3 separate regions of the Hordeum vulgare genome follow, and all the other regions are linked to region 1. Evidence: chromatin contacts called from public Hi-C data. All regions are on one chromosome and are shown on one strand. Each heading gives the region's core, a stretch centred on a gene start, on an enhancer-like site or on the middle of the called end of the contact. The rest is flanking DNA. Distances are from core to core; before and after follow the strand shown. Region 1 holds the start of LOC123444339. Region 2 holds the start of LOC123440204 (ubiquitin domain-containing protein 2-like). Region 3 holds the start of LOC123444336 (serine/threonine protein kinase OSK1-like).

Region 1 (5,097 bases), core at 867-3,366:
GAAAGGAGTCCATGATAGTGTATTGTTGTGGTGGTAGTGGACTCGTGTACGACTTATCAAAGTTGTTTAAAACTATTTAAAATTTGTAGTTTAGTCTAGCCAAGAGTCAAAGCTGGCTTGCTGCATGAAACCCCACAACCCCCTTTGTTGATACATGTGCATGAGTAGATAGGTCTGTTCTAAAGTCTTGATGAGTACCTTTGTACTAATGTTTGTTTAATAAATGTTGCAGAAGATACCCACGAGCCAACAGGTGGGTTCTATCTAGACCTCGATGATGACGAGTAGCTGGTGTCCCAGCTACGACCTGACCCCTTTCAGAAGGGATATTTAGATAGTCAGGTTTTATGCCTTTTCCTTTCAACTGTCTGTACTGAGACAACTTTAATGCTTCCACTTGGTTTGTATGACTTTGCTTGTATGACTTGAGTGTCGGGTCGTGTGACCCCTACGTGTATGAACTTATTATGTAAGACTCTTCCGAGTCTTCTAAATAAATGGTGTGATGTTGTGTGCTTATGTTGTGATGTCATTGTTGTATCTATGTATATCAAGTATGTCATGCGTACGTGTGATGCACTGTGATATGTATGGGATTCGACACCTAGTCGTATGCCCTTAGTAGCTCTCTATACAGAGAAATTCCCCTTAGTGTTTCCATCGAGCCTTGGTAGTTCGCTACTGCTCCAGACACATTGGTTGACCGGCATGTATCCTTCTTAGCTGATGTGTCTGTCCCTACGGGGAAAAGTCACGCGGTGTAATGGAGTCCTTGTAGCTTGCTACGACTCGTCTACGCTCGCTGATGACCGACACCTGCTTTGTTGGGTTATGTATGCATGTCTCTTTACAGTTGAGCCACTTGAGTTTATGACTAGTTATGTCGACCCGGGTTCTTTGACATTGGAATGCTAGCGACACAATTGCATACGTAAGTCAAAAGGCGCAAACGGTCCCGGCTAAGGTAAGGTGGCAGCCGTGGGGTTAACCGTGCGTGAGACCGCAAAGGGATGCGATGTGTTACAGTCTGGATTCCTATGGCTTAGGATCGGGGTCCCGACATCTACTTCATTGGTTTGAGACCAATTGTTGGAGTCAACACCCATAGTCGACATATATGCGTCATCATGAAAACTACAAAGTAATATGACATAGGAAAACTAAATCAATCTACATATGTGCACATCTGTCAACAACAACAAATCAAAAACAAAAATTATACCTTGTGAGCATTTCATCGAGCACTATGTGTGCATGGGCCGTCGGCGCAACAATTTGTGAGGTTTCCGGCGCTTCGGGCGATGGAGGCGTGGCCAGCCTCACTCCCGCCTTCTTCTTCTTCACCGCTTTCCTCTTCTTTTGGGACATCATCGCCATTGCGGTCGCGGTGGCCGCTGTGGTTCGTTTGGAGGCGAAGCTCCGTGGCGCAGCCGCCGGCGACGCGACGCCACCCTGCGCCCTCGTGTGGGGCGGCACGATGAGCCCGCACGCGAGGCCGGATTTCGGAGTCGCAACGACGTCGGCGGTGGCGAGGGAGGTGAAGCCCGTGCTAGGGTTTGCGGCGGTGGCGACGACGAGGTCGCGCGTGTAGGGGGTTAGGGGAATGTCGGAGCACCCGTCCATGGCTGGAAGTCGCCGACGACGATGCGGGGCGAGGCAAAAGCAGGCGCGAGCGGAGAGTTCAGCGGCGGTTGCTCGCTTCGCGCGCGATTTCTTTCTGTCGCGCGTGCGATAGCACACGTCCGAAAAAACAAAGCACGATGACGTTCTATTCGGCGTGGGTTGGTTTTTAACGGGCACGCGATTTTTACGCGTGTGCTGGAGTTGCCGATTCGGTCGCTCGCGCGATAAAATTCCATTTTTCGCTTTTGGAGATGTTCTAAAGTGCACTTTTCTCCTATACTAAAATAATAGGTCTAGTGTTCCTAAAAAAAGGTGTAGTCATTCGCCAAAAAGACAAAAGGCATGTGTGGTCGGCAGCTGGGAAGGGGTCCAGTGTCCATTGGCTCGTCCAAGCCCATCCATCATTTCCAGCGGAAAGCAAGCTGACCTGTGCAAAACGTAGACTTTTCGGTCATTCAGTGACGAGAAGCACCGAGCCGTTACACCCGGCCGGACGAACTAAAAGCTCTCCCCCACCCCAGCCCCACTCCAAACTTCAGACATGGCCGAACACCAAGCCCCAAAATCCCGTCGCCTCCAAATTCCACTCCACCCCGGCCGCCTGTAGCAATAGCAAACAAGAAGCTACTCCGTAGAAGAAATGGAGGGCGACGAGATCTTTGCAAGCCTAGACTCGCTCTGGTTCCACTCCAGCGTCCTCCACCGGCGGCCGCGCTTCAAGCAGTGCTCGGAGGAGCTGAAGCCGCCCAGGAGGCAAGACCAACACCCCAATTGCGTCGACGGCGAGGTGACGCTGGGAGCGAGAAGAGCAGATCCGAGAAGCAGGGCGCTCGAGGAGCGCATCGAGGCATGGCAGGAGGAGCAGTGGCGGGAGACGCTCGTCATCGCGGCGCCGACACGGTGCTCGCCGGTACCCCCTCCCGCCCCCGGCGAGGGTGTCGCCATGAAGGCCCATCTCAGGTCGTGGGCCCATGCCGTTGCTTGCTCCGTCAGATAAAAGGCGCTCGACCAGTTCAGAGTCTTGGAATTTGGTACGATGTTCCCACTGTTTTGCCTCCACATATACCTGAATAAATACACCTCGCCTAGCTTCTAAGTTTCACATTATATCTAATCTCCTGCACATCTCGATCTGCCAATGGCTGCATGCATTACTCGATGCAGAGGCCGGGGCGATGCCTCCTTTTCGAAAAAAAATCTCGATCTGCCAACTGTGAATCTGTGCAGAAAATGGAAAATGCACAATTCCACATCGAAATTTGAAGAAGTTTCTTTACTTTTACACGTTGTGGGAGTAGCCAGGGGCTGCTGTCTTTTGTACACTTGTTTTACACCTGGGATCTGCATCCTATGGGTGATTTACAGATCATCATCAACCAACTCTAGAACATGATTTAGAGATACTGCTAACACGTCGAATCGAGGGCGGGAGAGCAAATGCTATGCAGCTCTCCTCAAATAATTAGACTATATATACATGGAGGGTTAACTAAAGCTTCATAGAACCACGCATTTGATGTGTAACGACCGTGTTCTCACTCCTGGTTGGACGCTGCCTCCGGAAGTTTGAATGTAGGAGGCCTGTCTGCACCTTTCCTCGAGTATTCTCGCCACCTCCTTGCGGCCGCAGCCGCTCGCTTCACTCTTTCCTTTGTGTCCTCATCTGTTTAACATGTAAACAGGATTATTAGAACACAGATAGGCAAAGGATGGGAGCCCAAATGATCTGAGCAACTGGCAAATGGCAAAATATGCTAGCTTTACCGTTCTTTTGGTATCTTGTCGGTGACCCCCATATATCACTCCATGAACTTCCCTTGTTAGAATCATCTTGGCTCATCCGCATTCTGACCTTATTCTGCAGGACATTGCGCAGATGTTCAGGACAACACACATGCAGTTCATGTGTGAAGAAAATAAAAAGCTTATGATTCTAACATTCCCAAACTGGATTTCGTATGTAGATATAAAGAAATAATGTATAGAACAGAGAATTATACCAAGACTTTTGCTTGTCTTTTCTCCCAGCGCGTACTTGCCTGACAGCAGGAAAGATAACAGAACATGTTAAGAGCTACATAAACTTCATCACGAAAAAAAAGATCTACATAGACTGTGGTTTAAACTGCATAGAGTACTGTAATAAACTTTAGAAGGTGGACGTATTTAGAAATATGTACATTAATTTTTATGATGAATTGCATACAGCCCATCCATCATCACACGAGAAAGTAAGCAGAGATAAATGTAATACATGAGTAAAGATATTACCATCCGGAACACATCAAATGAACTCCCCATCCCAGAAAGCATCAATGCAACCTGCTCAAATGAGAAACAAATCATATGATATTACAAGGTAGGGTAATCTACTACGGAGTATGTTAGAAAACAGCAGAGTGATATCATATTAACCAACTGCAGAAATTCCTTACATTCACTCTCTCAACTCTGCGCATTTCATCCTCGAGGAGTGTAACTTGTGCAGCTGAAGTCCAGTGGATGCAGTCAACCGGACTGGATACACAAAGTTTAGAGGTTTATGAGCATTAGTATTGGCAGCCACAAACTCCTAAATGAAAATAAAAAAACACTCATACTGTTTGGCACAAATGGCAGCATACACATTCAGTAGGTTTGTTACGGCAGTGGACAGATACAAATCAAATAATCCAGACAAGGGCCTCACCAACTGTCAATGGCTTCTTGAATTAGCTCTTCATTTCCTGATTGATTGTAAACTCTTGCACGCCCATAGTCCTCCTCAATTTCGAAAACCTTGGAACACACGTTAGCACAGTTTTTACATCCTGCATAGATGTGAGCAGACAGCAGAACTTAAATAAGAACCCAGTTTAGATAATCTAGCAGTAACTCCTGATCAGGTTATAGCCATCAGTAGTAGTAGTACCTATGCAGCTAAATTCATCGACAAACACATGATCCCTGGGTGCATCATCCAAGAAGGGGTTGGTTGCTGTTGCAGTATATCCATTGATCTCATCATACACCGCTCGCTGGATGGGGTCCGTAAGTACCTGTTCATCCCTTGCTCATGTTAACTTCATAGATTAGATTGCAACGCAAATCTCCCTGAAAAAAGAGCATCCGATTTTCATTTCTCAGGATTTTACCGTGTAAACCTCGTTGATGAACATGCAGAAGTTAGTCACATCGGGGTCGTTCCCGCTGAGATCTGGATGGCAAGCTTTCATGCAATTGTAGTACGCTTTCTTGATCTGCTGAGGCGTTGCATCCGGCATCTGAAAACATGGAAGAATCATTAGCAGCTCGGTAGAAGGGGAAAGAAAGAGTACTGTTTTTCCACAAGGGTGCGAACGAGTGCTTCAGAAGAAGCTGAAGCACTTACGACGCCAAGAACGGCGTAGTAATCTTCGGCGGCGCCCCCCTCCGGGCTGCGGGGCTCCGTGGCCACCGCGGACACCCTGAAGCCCCTCCTCCCCCACGTCCTCC
Region 2 (5,097 bases), core at 1,171-3,670, 610 kb before region 1:
TAGTATGTGTAATTTCTGCACTGATGTTGTCTTGATCACCTATATCTAGAGTTTTAGCTTCCTCTTGGATGTCTACTTTGCCAAATACATCAGATGGAACCGATTGCTTGTCAACATTAGTGACATTATCATCAAATATTTCTTTCCCATTCAAGTCATCATTAGATGGAAAATTATTCTTTCTTCGCTTCCTTTTTCTATTATAGTTGAGGCTGCTGCTGCCATCAGCATCTTGCGTCCTCCTAGCTGCCAGAGATCCTAGAACGGTAGTCATTTGCCTTGGCCTATATCAACAAAAACAGCAAACACCGTCAGATCTATTCAGATCACAATGATCCAAGTCATGCACAACTGTGACATCATCTAGAAGCATTTGTTCCTCCTTAATCCGGTGATTAACGTCTGTAGCAGGATGAGGTAGCAACTGCTCATTCTCCACCTGCTCCTCGGCATCTTGCTTTAGCATTGCTTCCTCATTGTTTAAAAGCATTTGCTCGCTCTCAAGTTGTTGATCACCATGTCCATGCTCATTGGCTCTCTGATTTACAAGCATCTGCTCGTTGTTCTGGTAGTTCTTATCTAAATCATGAATGCCAATACCCTGATTTAGAAGTACCTGATCATCCTCCAAATGTTGGTTTTCATCTGCATGTTTATCTCGAACTTGGTTATCTGGAGGATCATAATATGCGTGTTGGCTCATCTGACCAACTAAATCAGGCAGAGAATCACAAGCATGTTCTCCAGGAGGATCACCGGGAATCTCAGTCACTTCACAGATCGCACGAGTTCTGTCGAGCTTGGGATCGTCTCTGGCGTGGAGAACGTGGTGCTGCTTGGGGTTGGGGTCTTCCCGGGCGTGGAGAACGTGCTCGGGGAGGACGCCCTGCGCGACCAGATAGTGGGCGGCCAGGCGGCCGGCCTCGAGGAGCACGTCGGTGCGCCAGCGCCGCTCGGCGCAGGCGACGAGCGCGGCCGCCGCCGGCGGGAGGGGCTTCTCGTCCAATCGGCGCGGGGGCGGCGGCCGTTCGGGGCTGCTGCGCCTCGGCGAGGGCAGCGGGTCACGGGCCCGGCGCTGGTGGTGGTGGTGTGGCCGCGGGGAGGGCGGCGGCAGGGGCGGCGGGGACCGTCGGCGGTATCATCCTCCCGATGACGGCGACGGCGGGGGCGGCGGCTCGCGTCCGCGAATGCGCGACATCGGGTGCATCGGGCCCTAGGAGGGGCAGACGGACGGGAAAGCCTCTCCCCCCGCGGCATGGGCCGGCTGCAGCGGGGCACGGTAGGGGACGGCTGCGGCGGCGCGTGGCGGGGATGGGGACTGCGGCGGGGGCCGGTGGCGCGCGACAGGTGGAGATGCGTGGGAGGTGGAGATGCAAGGCAAGGTCACCGTGCGTTTTTTTTTCTTTTCTCTTGTCCGTAACGATTCAATTGACTTATCAAAGGACTGCGGGTTGAATACCAATAAACAGAGGGTTTTTTTGTAAAATTGCCATGACGGACGGCAGAAGCGCTCCGCGTTTTATTATTACTAGCAAAAAAGCCCGTGCGTTGCAACGGAAGAGAAAATAACACACGCTTTGAACGTAATATATTAGCACATTTGTGTTGTCGACGATGGCCTGATTGCTCACACAACGAAAACACGTTTGAATGTACAATCACTCGGAATAAGATGAGAAATATGTTGTTTCTCCCCACGAGATTTTCCAAAGGTGTGCATGTGTGGTTAACGATGTTTTCTTTCCTCTCAATTTGATTTTAATTTAATGGATATTTATTGCAATTCGTATGGTCGTCGGAAAGAGATAAAAAAAAGACAGTGCATTACAGATTAAGTTTGCACCAAAAATAATATTTAAGAAGTATTTAACAGCTAAAAATAACATCCTATTTAGATTCTACATATTTTTTCAATCAAATTTCATATATAATATGTTTACGGTTTGGATAATTTTGTTTTAGATAAAATATGGATTGATTAACTGAAAAGTCAGGTTTTTTTAAAAAAACAAAAAAACGTTTCGGCTGACTTAAATAGGGACGGCGGGTTGATTACGTGAAACATCAAGGAGTTTTCTGTAAAATGCAAAAAAAACGGTTCGACACTGACTAAAAGATGGACCGCGGGTTGATTATCTAAAACTGTGAGGACTTTTCTGCAAAAGGACAGAAAACGGTTCGTTCTGACTTAAAGTTGGACTGCGGGTTAATTAACTGAAACTGCGAGGGCTTTTCTGTAAAATGACCGACAACGTACGATGGAAGCGCTGCGGGCTTTATTATTAGGGGAGATTAGGAAGAGATGTTGTCATGTGTTGTACCATCTTACATATTGATTCAATCTTCTTCTATCTCAATACAATGATATGCAAGCTTTGGGTATTGAAAAAAAAAAAAGAACACCACACCACCGCATGGCCACCAGCTATGCTCGCACTAGGTTTTGTTGGCTAGCATAGCCACATCCTGACAGGCTGACACGTCCATCCTCCACTCCAGCTCCGCTTTCGGTTTTCAGTCCACCTCCCTCTCCTGCGTCGACCCTGCAGTCCAGAGCCTTTACGCGTGAGCCACCTCCGCTTCCAGGAGCTTCTCGAAGGGGGGCCGCCGATGACCCTCTGATCGTCCGTCGCCATGGGCTGCGCCGGATCCACCCCTAAATCTGACGGTCTCTCCTCTTAACCTGTCTTTCTCCATTCTGTCAATGCTTTCTTAGGCGTGGGTTAATGGTTGAGATCTTGGGCAATTTGCTGATTTGGTCCCCAGAACCGCTATCAGAAGTAGACCAACTAGTTGGCCTAATGTCATCGTTTTTTTTTGCCATGTCGCTTGTGATTGTTATGTTGACTCCGCCATGCCTGGTGTTCGTTGCTTAGCAGATTCGATTGATGATGCGTGGCTGCGATAATTCTGCTCATGTTGGCAGTTAACCCAACTCTTAAGGCCAAATTAAACAATGATTGGAATAGAAGAGGTGTTAATATCACCATGATCAACATATCAGTGTTACAATTTCTGGTGAAGAGAGTATATGTGTGCTATGAAAAGCCAATTGATAGGTGATCTGTTCTCCATCTGCACTGCGATGTAAAAGGTTTAACATCCGGTTAGTGAGGAGAACATATACAATTATCGTGGAAGGCGATGGGACTGTCGATTTGTTGCTCCGTAGGACAGAGTACCTAGCGACATTATTCAAGATGTGACACGACGAAAAACATATTGAAATGAAGTTTTTTTATTGCTAGAGGAAAGATATTCCTTTTGGGGGTTCAGAAGTTGGAAATATGCCTGTTTTGATTAGGCAAAATGGCCTTAAAATCAGTGTTAGTCCATGAGCATGTTTGAATGGGAGTGAGATGACAATAGCAAAAGGAAACACTCTCATGCAGTTCCTTTTTCGTCCTCGTCTAATACTTGAGCTCGTCCAACTACTTTTCTCTAATACGGAGTAGTGATTAAATGAAATGGCACGATTTAATCGTTTGCCTGATCCTGGTGCACATCCTTTCTGTTAGTTACACTAATTTAAATGTTCAGCAAGCTGTAAACTTGCTATATCAAGGTGCTGAAGATGAAATTTGTATTGCAAGGTTCAGCAAATGAAGGATGTTAACTGACTGATATAAAACAGGCATCTAAAAATCAAACTCACCGACAAAATGGGCTTGTAGAAGAGTAGCTTTGTTGAAATTTGAAAAGCTTTGTTAGTAGTTCTTGGAAGCCGATTTGTGTACTCTTATTACCAGCCTGATTCAGTTTAAGATGAACGCAGTGCTTACTTATGCTGATATCCTGTGACTGCATTTGGAAATATTCAGTTACTAACGTTTAACTTTTTTTGTTGATCTCAGGCAGCAGTAAGAAGCTGAAAAAGCCAAAGCCTTGGAAGCACACACAATCAATAAGCCCGGTAGAGCTCAAACAGATGCGTGAAGAATTCTGGGACACTACTCCTCACTATGGTGGACAGAAAGGTACTGTATTACTCTAATTTTTTGGTTGTGAACATTTATCTGCCATCAATTTATATTGCTTGCTGGACCAGGGATTTTTTCCTCTCTGAATTTTAACCTGACTTTACTAAATTTGTATGCGGATTCTGTACACTGAAATCCGTATGCAGGTTGTTACATTAGACTTTAGAAATACATGCACAATTATTAGTGTTGATCTGTTGTTTGGTAGTTTAGTCCACGGTTGATGCTAAATTTGGAATGTCAACTTATAGTTCTTGATTTGCCAAAAAAAATGTCCTTCAGGAAACAAATATGAAGGGATTGAAAAACAGAAGTTGACACAGGCCCTTGATTTTAGTGGTACAAATCTCCTGTAGTGCTGCACCTTCATCGTTGGGATGGACCGTGCAATTTTTTGAAATATTTACTCACCACTTAGCATATGTTATATTTGTTTGGTCCAGCGAATGGTTAGTGTATATATTGACTGTTGTGTTCTCATATTATACATGTTTGTTGTTTTATCATAACACAACCTTAATTTGCTTACAACCAGTTGAAGAAACACTAGATATTATATTTTTTGCATTAAAACTACCATCCTTTTTCCATTCAGAAATCTGGGATGCACTTCGGGCCGCTGCGGAAGCTGATCTGTCTCTCTCGCAAACTATAGTAGACAGTGCTGGCATCATAGTCTCAAATCCTGACATGACACTTTGCTACGATGAAAGAGGTAAAAAAGGGAAAACCTGTATCTCATGCATCTTCTCCACACACATGCTTTCAGAACCAAAAACCAATACCTGGGAAACTCTGCTGCAGGTGCCAAATACGAGCTACCAAAGTACGTTCTGAGCGAGCCAACCAATTTGATCCGGGAGGAATGAATTCATATACCGTGAAGGTGAAAGGCTCGTGTAAATTATGTGAACCTCATTTGTTCAGCGACTTTAGTCTTCACTTGCTCAAGAGGTCAATGGACATACCACACTTAATTCATAACTAGAAGGGCAGTGCGTGCTTTGCCGTGTCGTTTATATTCTTGAGGTTGTACATGTTTCATGTAATTCTTTTAATGTTCTGGAAAAAAATACGTATTAGTTGGTTTGGCGTGTGGGGATACAATGAAGTGTAT
Region 3 (5,097 bases), core at 688-3,187, 560 kb after region 1:
AGTGGCCATCACGCATAACATTACTTAAGCCAAAATCCGCAATCTTAACATCACAATTATTATCCAGAAGAAGGTTCTCTGGCTTTAGATCGCGGTGCACCACCATGTTTCTGTGGCAATATTGAACACCAGATATGATCTGTACAAAGACAGAAAACAAAGTAACCAGTCACATTCAAGGGTCTGAGTGGAATGATAAACATCATTATTGTGTCTGCACTCTGCGAATTCCTAGCAAACTATATTTCACGTGCCATTGTTGATACATCATCAAAATAAGTCACAAACAAGAACAAAAAAAAAAAGATTAATCCAAACTTTAGAGTCTAGAAACTAGGACGCTGAGTACAATCTTCAGAATAAAGGGTTCAAGAATAAAAGAGAGCTTACCTGTTGAAAGAAACGGCGGGCCTCTTGCTCTTGTAGCCTACCTTTCTCAACAATGTAATCAAACAATTCACCAGACTTAACATACTCCATAACCACATAAATATCAGCTGGTGCCTCTATCACTTCATAAAGGCGGATGATATGCGGGTGCATGAATAATCTTAATATCTTGATCTCTCTTTTCACTGCAAGAAAAGAATGGAACAAAATTATCTGGAGGCTTCATTTTAGATCAAACAACTATATAAGACACAAACAAGAACAGAAGGTAACAGATAATCGGTGGAGTGGAAGAAAAAGTTGTTCAAGGTTGCAAATTAACCATTTACCCCTTCCAATAGTAAAAGAGAAATACCACGCAAATATGTCCTTCCACATGATGAATAATGATAGCTATATAATAGCACACTTGAGCAGTGAATATTTTCTTAAACAGTTTCTATACGAAATTGATAATCAAGAGCGGTGCTACATTCACATGGCTGGTGTGCTTGCTCATGTCAATCATAGTTCCCTACATCAATGTAAAGATAGAAAAACAACAGTACTCCATTTATGAGAATGGTAATTACTACAACAGCTGGATCACAGGGAATATATGTTATTAATAGAAGAATAGTAGCATGCCAAATTTCCATTTATGAGTGGTAATTAATACAACAGGAGCAAAACTAGAACATCACAGAAAGAAACTAATTGTGTGTTATGTTGGTGTACAGAATAGGAAGCCCTATACCAACTGAATGAGCTCAGCAGAGCAAGTGAAATTACCAACCTTTCTCTTCCATATCCATGTTTTTTATTTTCCGGCGGTTAAGGATCTTGATGGCCACCTTGTGGCCAGTTTTGATATGCTCAGCAATCTTGACCTTCCCGAAGGAACCAATCCCCAGGGTCTTCCCAATACGGTAATTCTTCAAAGGGTTGCCATCTTTGCCGCCTGCCTCCATCTTCCACCTTAAATCGCAATCACACCAAACTACACTTCAGGAAACGAAGACTGGGATATCACAGTACAAAATTAACGGCGGGCGGCATGAATAAAGCGCGCTGGCTGTTCCATTTAAGTAGGACAGATCCAGCTGGTCCGTGAGTTGAATTGCAACTCCGCGCCTCCGACCGCTGGGGATGAAACGCGGGCAGAAATGCTTCTAATTCCGAAAGGAGAAGGGCCATTTCCCCCCAGAACAGAGCTCCGGCTCTTCCCACCCAATTCAACCTGAGACCCGCAGCAACGCCGAGAAACCAGCACGGCATGCTAAGCTCGGGAGCTCACGGATCTGCGGATTAGGTGGCGAGCGAATCCCGCTCGCTCCCGGAGCGATGAAAGAAAAACTCACGGTCCACCCAAAAACCCAAGCGCCTCGCGGAATTCTCGGACGGGGAGGGGCTCGGGAGGCGGGGGAAGGGAAGAGGTGGCGAGGTGGGATCCCCTACCTGGCTCCCCGGGGAGAGGCGCGGCGGCGGCGGCGGCGGCGAGGAGATGCGGAGGGCGGACGGAGGGAGAGAGGGAGAGGGGGGCGGAGAGACTGGGGAGCGATGCGTCGCTCACGGGACCGGGGGAAAGGGGGAGGAGAGATTCGATTCCCGCAACACCGGGGGGGGCCCACGGCGACGGCGACTGCGGGTGGGCCCGCGCGCGCGCGCCCGTGGCGCGCGCCGGTTCGTGCGACTCGCTGGTGCGGTGGGGAGGCCAATCGGACAACGGGCAGAGGCGCGTGGGTCGGGGAGGATTCCATCGCGATCTGTCGTTTTCCGCCGGGGTGGACGCGACGCGACGGGACGGTTCTTTGTTCCCGGTGCGCTGGTGCTTGGTGAGCGGTGCGGGTTCAACAGTGTTGGTACTACGTTTGAGTCGTCGTGAATACAAAAATTGGTTTAATGGGTTGATTCAAATGGATGTGTTTCGTTTTTCATCGTTTGTGATCTATTGCAGGTCTAATTTAAGCGGCATTTGCATCGTCGTGGACACGAAGCAAACACGTGCGTTGTGTGGCCTTCTTTTTCCCTAGCATGGGAGTCATGTACGTCGGTATCCCCTTCCTCCTTCGCCCTCAAATCACCAGACCGGCCCCGCGCACCCCCCGCCTCCGACCCCCGTTGCTGCTTTCGCCATCGCCGTCAGCCATCCATCCCACGGACTCACCTTCCAGCAGCCTCGTCTCCCGCGGTCGTCGCCCAGCTCCGCCACTTTCTCTCGGCGGGCTGCTCCTCTTGAGCAGGAGTCTTCCATAACGCTCGCAAGGTGTTCCACGCTTTGTCCAAGGTATAAATGGACTCCGATGACGAGTATTTTTCCAACGTTGAGGAAATCATAAACTAGTAGCTGCTCGCTCGACTTAGGAGTAGCGATTAACCGTTGAATCGGCCTATTAACCAGATTAGTCGGTCGATCATTAATCGATGTAATTTTAAACTCAATAGAAGCAAATTTTGCATGGAGAAAAAAAATCTAGGATGCAAATATGAAGCAAAGGGCGACATTTTTTTTAACAATAGATGGCACACGATGAAAGGTGATGGCGGGCTCGCATGGCATCTAAACGGGTCGGTTGCCGGTGGTGCGGGTCTCGAAGGAGGAGGACAAGTAGGAGTGCACAAAAGGAGAAGAGAACCAGACGGCATACATGGCAATAGGGGAAGCGACAGCGTGTCGTGGAGGACCTGGTCAACCGCCATCTAGGTCGGGAGGGATGAGAGGAGCGGGTGGAGTGCTAAACCCTAGCTCTTTGTGAGTAAGAGAGGCTAGAAAGGGTTACAAGCCAAATAATCAGGCTTTGTTTATCCCATGAGTTAGCGGGCCAACAATGTTTAATCGGCCTGACAAATGATTAATTGATCTAACGGGCCATTTAATCGGTCTGACAAACCATTTAATCGGTCTGGCAAGTTAACACGATGAATAGGTGTTATTCGATTCGGCCACCCGATGAGTAGAGATTAACTCGCCAATTAACTGACAAACCAGATGAATTCTTGAACAATTTTTTTTCTATAACGTTCTTTTGGACTCAAATAATTCTTCATCTGATGATGAGGAGATGGTGGCGGCTACATTGGTCGTCCATGACCATGTAAGTATGGAGCGGTCACAGTTTAAGGGCTCCATACCGGGGCACACGTCGGCACCGAATCGCAACCGGGAGAGTGTTCATTTCCTACTCTGGAAAGACTACTTCGAGACCCCAAATCCGCTCTTCAAACATCACTTGTTCCGCCGTCGTTTTCGGATTGCTAGACATGTTTTCAATCGTATTCGAGAGGAGGTGGTTGAGTACGATAACTATTTCGAGTGCAAGACGGATGCCCTTGGAAAGATTGGCTTCTCCTCTTATCAGAAATGCAGTGTTGTCATTCAGGTACTTGCATATGGAGTCGCCGACGATCTCATTGATGAGTATGTTCGGATGAGTGAGTCGACCTGCCTTAAGTCCATGTATAGATTCTGTAGGGCTGTCATAGCTGTGTTTGGGTCGGAGTACTTCAGAGAGCCAACTATTGCCGATACAACATGGTTGTTGTCGATGAATGCGGGTAGGGGGGTCCCAGGGATGCTTGGTAGCATAGATTGTATGCACTAGAAGTGGAAGAACTGCCCTTCTGCTTGGCAAGCGCAGTATAAGGGCCATGTCCGAGCTTGCATTATCATACTTGAGGTCATGGCTTCCGAAGATCTCTGTATTTGGCATGCTTTCTTCGGCATGGCCGGATCTCACAACGATATCAATGTGCTCCAGCGCTCTTCGGTGTTTTCTAGGATGGCAGAAGGCAATTGCCCAGAGGTCAATGTTGAGAGCAATGGTCACCAATACACCAATGATGCTATCTAGATGACGACATCTATCCACAGTGGTCTACTCTTGTGAAGACAGTCTCCAATCCTGTAAGAGTAAAGAGAAATATATTTGCCCAAGAACAGGAGAGTGTTAGAAAATATGTAGAGCGTACCTTTGGCGTGCTTCAATCTCGATGGGGCATTGTTCGATATCATGCGAGATATGGAGCACAAAAAAATTGTGGAGGTGATGACAACTTGTGTGATCATGCACAACATGATCATAGAGGATGAGCGTCCAAAACGTCTCTGTGATCAAGGGTTTGAGTTTCAGGGTGACAATGTTGTGCGTGAGCATGGATGAGAGGCAACGTGTAACAACTAAGATGCGGTCCTTTCCTATTTAGGGGGCGATGCCCCCAAAAGGAAAGAATCGCATCTATGCGTTTCGCAAGCAAGATAAAACATAGCTCATACATAATATACGAATGACAAATAGGGAATCGTTTGCCATCTCACATAGATAATATCAGAGTTACATCCACACATTTATTCAGACAAGGTAGTTCCGCTGTGGACTACATAACATAAGAAAAGGCTATGCTATCCCGCATGCTTGCCCACGATCACGACCACGGCCTCAGTCTTCTGGATAGTTCACATACATGCGGTCGTTCTCCTCATTGTACTGCCACGCCAGCTGCGTGGCCTCCGGATCACCTGCGTCGGGCGTACCTGTACGTGTTGGTGTGTTGAAGTAATCTGTGAGCCACGGGGACTCAGCAATCTATGACCTTGGTACCGAAACTAGTCAAGTTATTAGGTGCGGAAGGTTCAGTGTTTAGGTTGTGATGACCCACAAGTATAGGGGATCAATCGTAGTCCTTTCGATAAGAAAGAGTGTCTAACTCAACGAGGAGAAGAAGGCTCTG

What was found. Hi-C and Micro-C count contacts between places; a contact is called where the count stands out from the background.
Region 2: a contact with region 1 is called in a Hi-C map of leaf, with 4 times the contacts expected there. The contact joins the promoter of LOC123440204 here to the promoter of LOC123444339 in region 1. A contact is called at or near these places in 2 of 6 Hi-C or Micro-C datasets (leaf and seedling).
Region 3: a contact with region 1 is called in a Hi-C map of leaf, with 2.4 times the contacts expected there. The contact joins the promoter of LOC123444336 here to the promoter of LOC123444339 in region 1. A contact is called at or near these places in 2 of 6 Hi-C or Micro-C datasets (leaf and seedling).

Annotation. Positions count from the first base shown.
Region 1 is chr3H:472,500,194-472,505,290 of MorexV3_pseudomolecules_assembly, reverse strand. LOC123444339 reads left to right here and starts at 2,116. Exons shown (of 1, transcript XM_045121026.1): 1 at 2,116-2,730. The coding sequence starts at 2,264. The coding sequence ends at 2,620. LOC123444338 reads right to left here. Exons shown (of 9, transcript XM_045121025.1): 1 at 4,994-5,097; 2 at 4,758-4,886; 3 at 4,535-4,661; 4 at 4,313-4,433; 5 at 4,059-4,140; 6 at 3,895-3,945; 7 at 3,624-3,662; 8 at 3,388-3,481; 9 at 2,876-3,286. The coding sequence ends at 3,159.
Region 2 is chr3H:473,112,936-473,118,032 of MorexV3_pseudomolecules_assembly, reverse strand. It overlaps LOC123440204 (ubiquitin domain-containing protein 2-like), which reads left to right and starts at 2,420. Exons shown (of 4, transcript XM_045116773.1): 1 at 2,420-2,668; 2 at 3,855-3,977; 3 at 4,576-4,695; 4 at 4,785-5,097. The coding sequence starts at 2,635. The coding sequence ends at 4,849.
Region 3 is chr3H:471,944,402-471,949,498 of MorexV3_pseudomolecules_assembly, reverse strand. LOC123444336 (serine/threonine protein kinase OSK1-like) reads right to left here and starts at 1,937. Exons shown (of 11, transcript XM_045121023.1): 1 at 1,828-1,937; 2 at 1,166-1,347; 3 at 391-575; 4 at 1-139. The coding sequence starts at 1,340.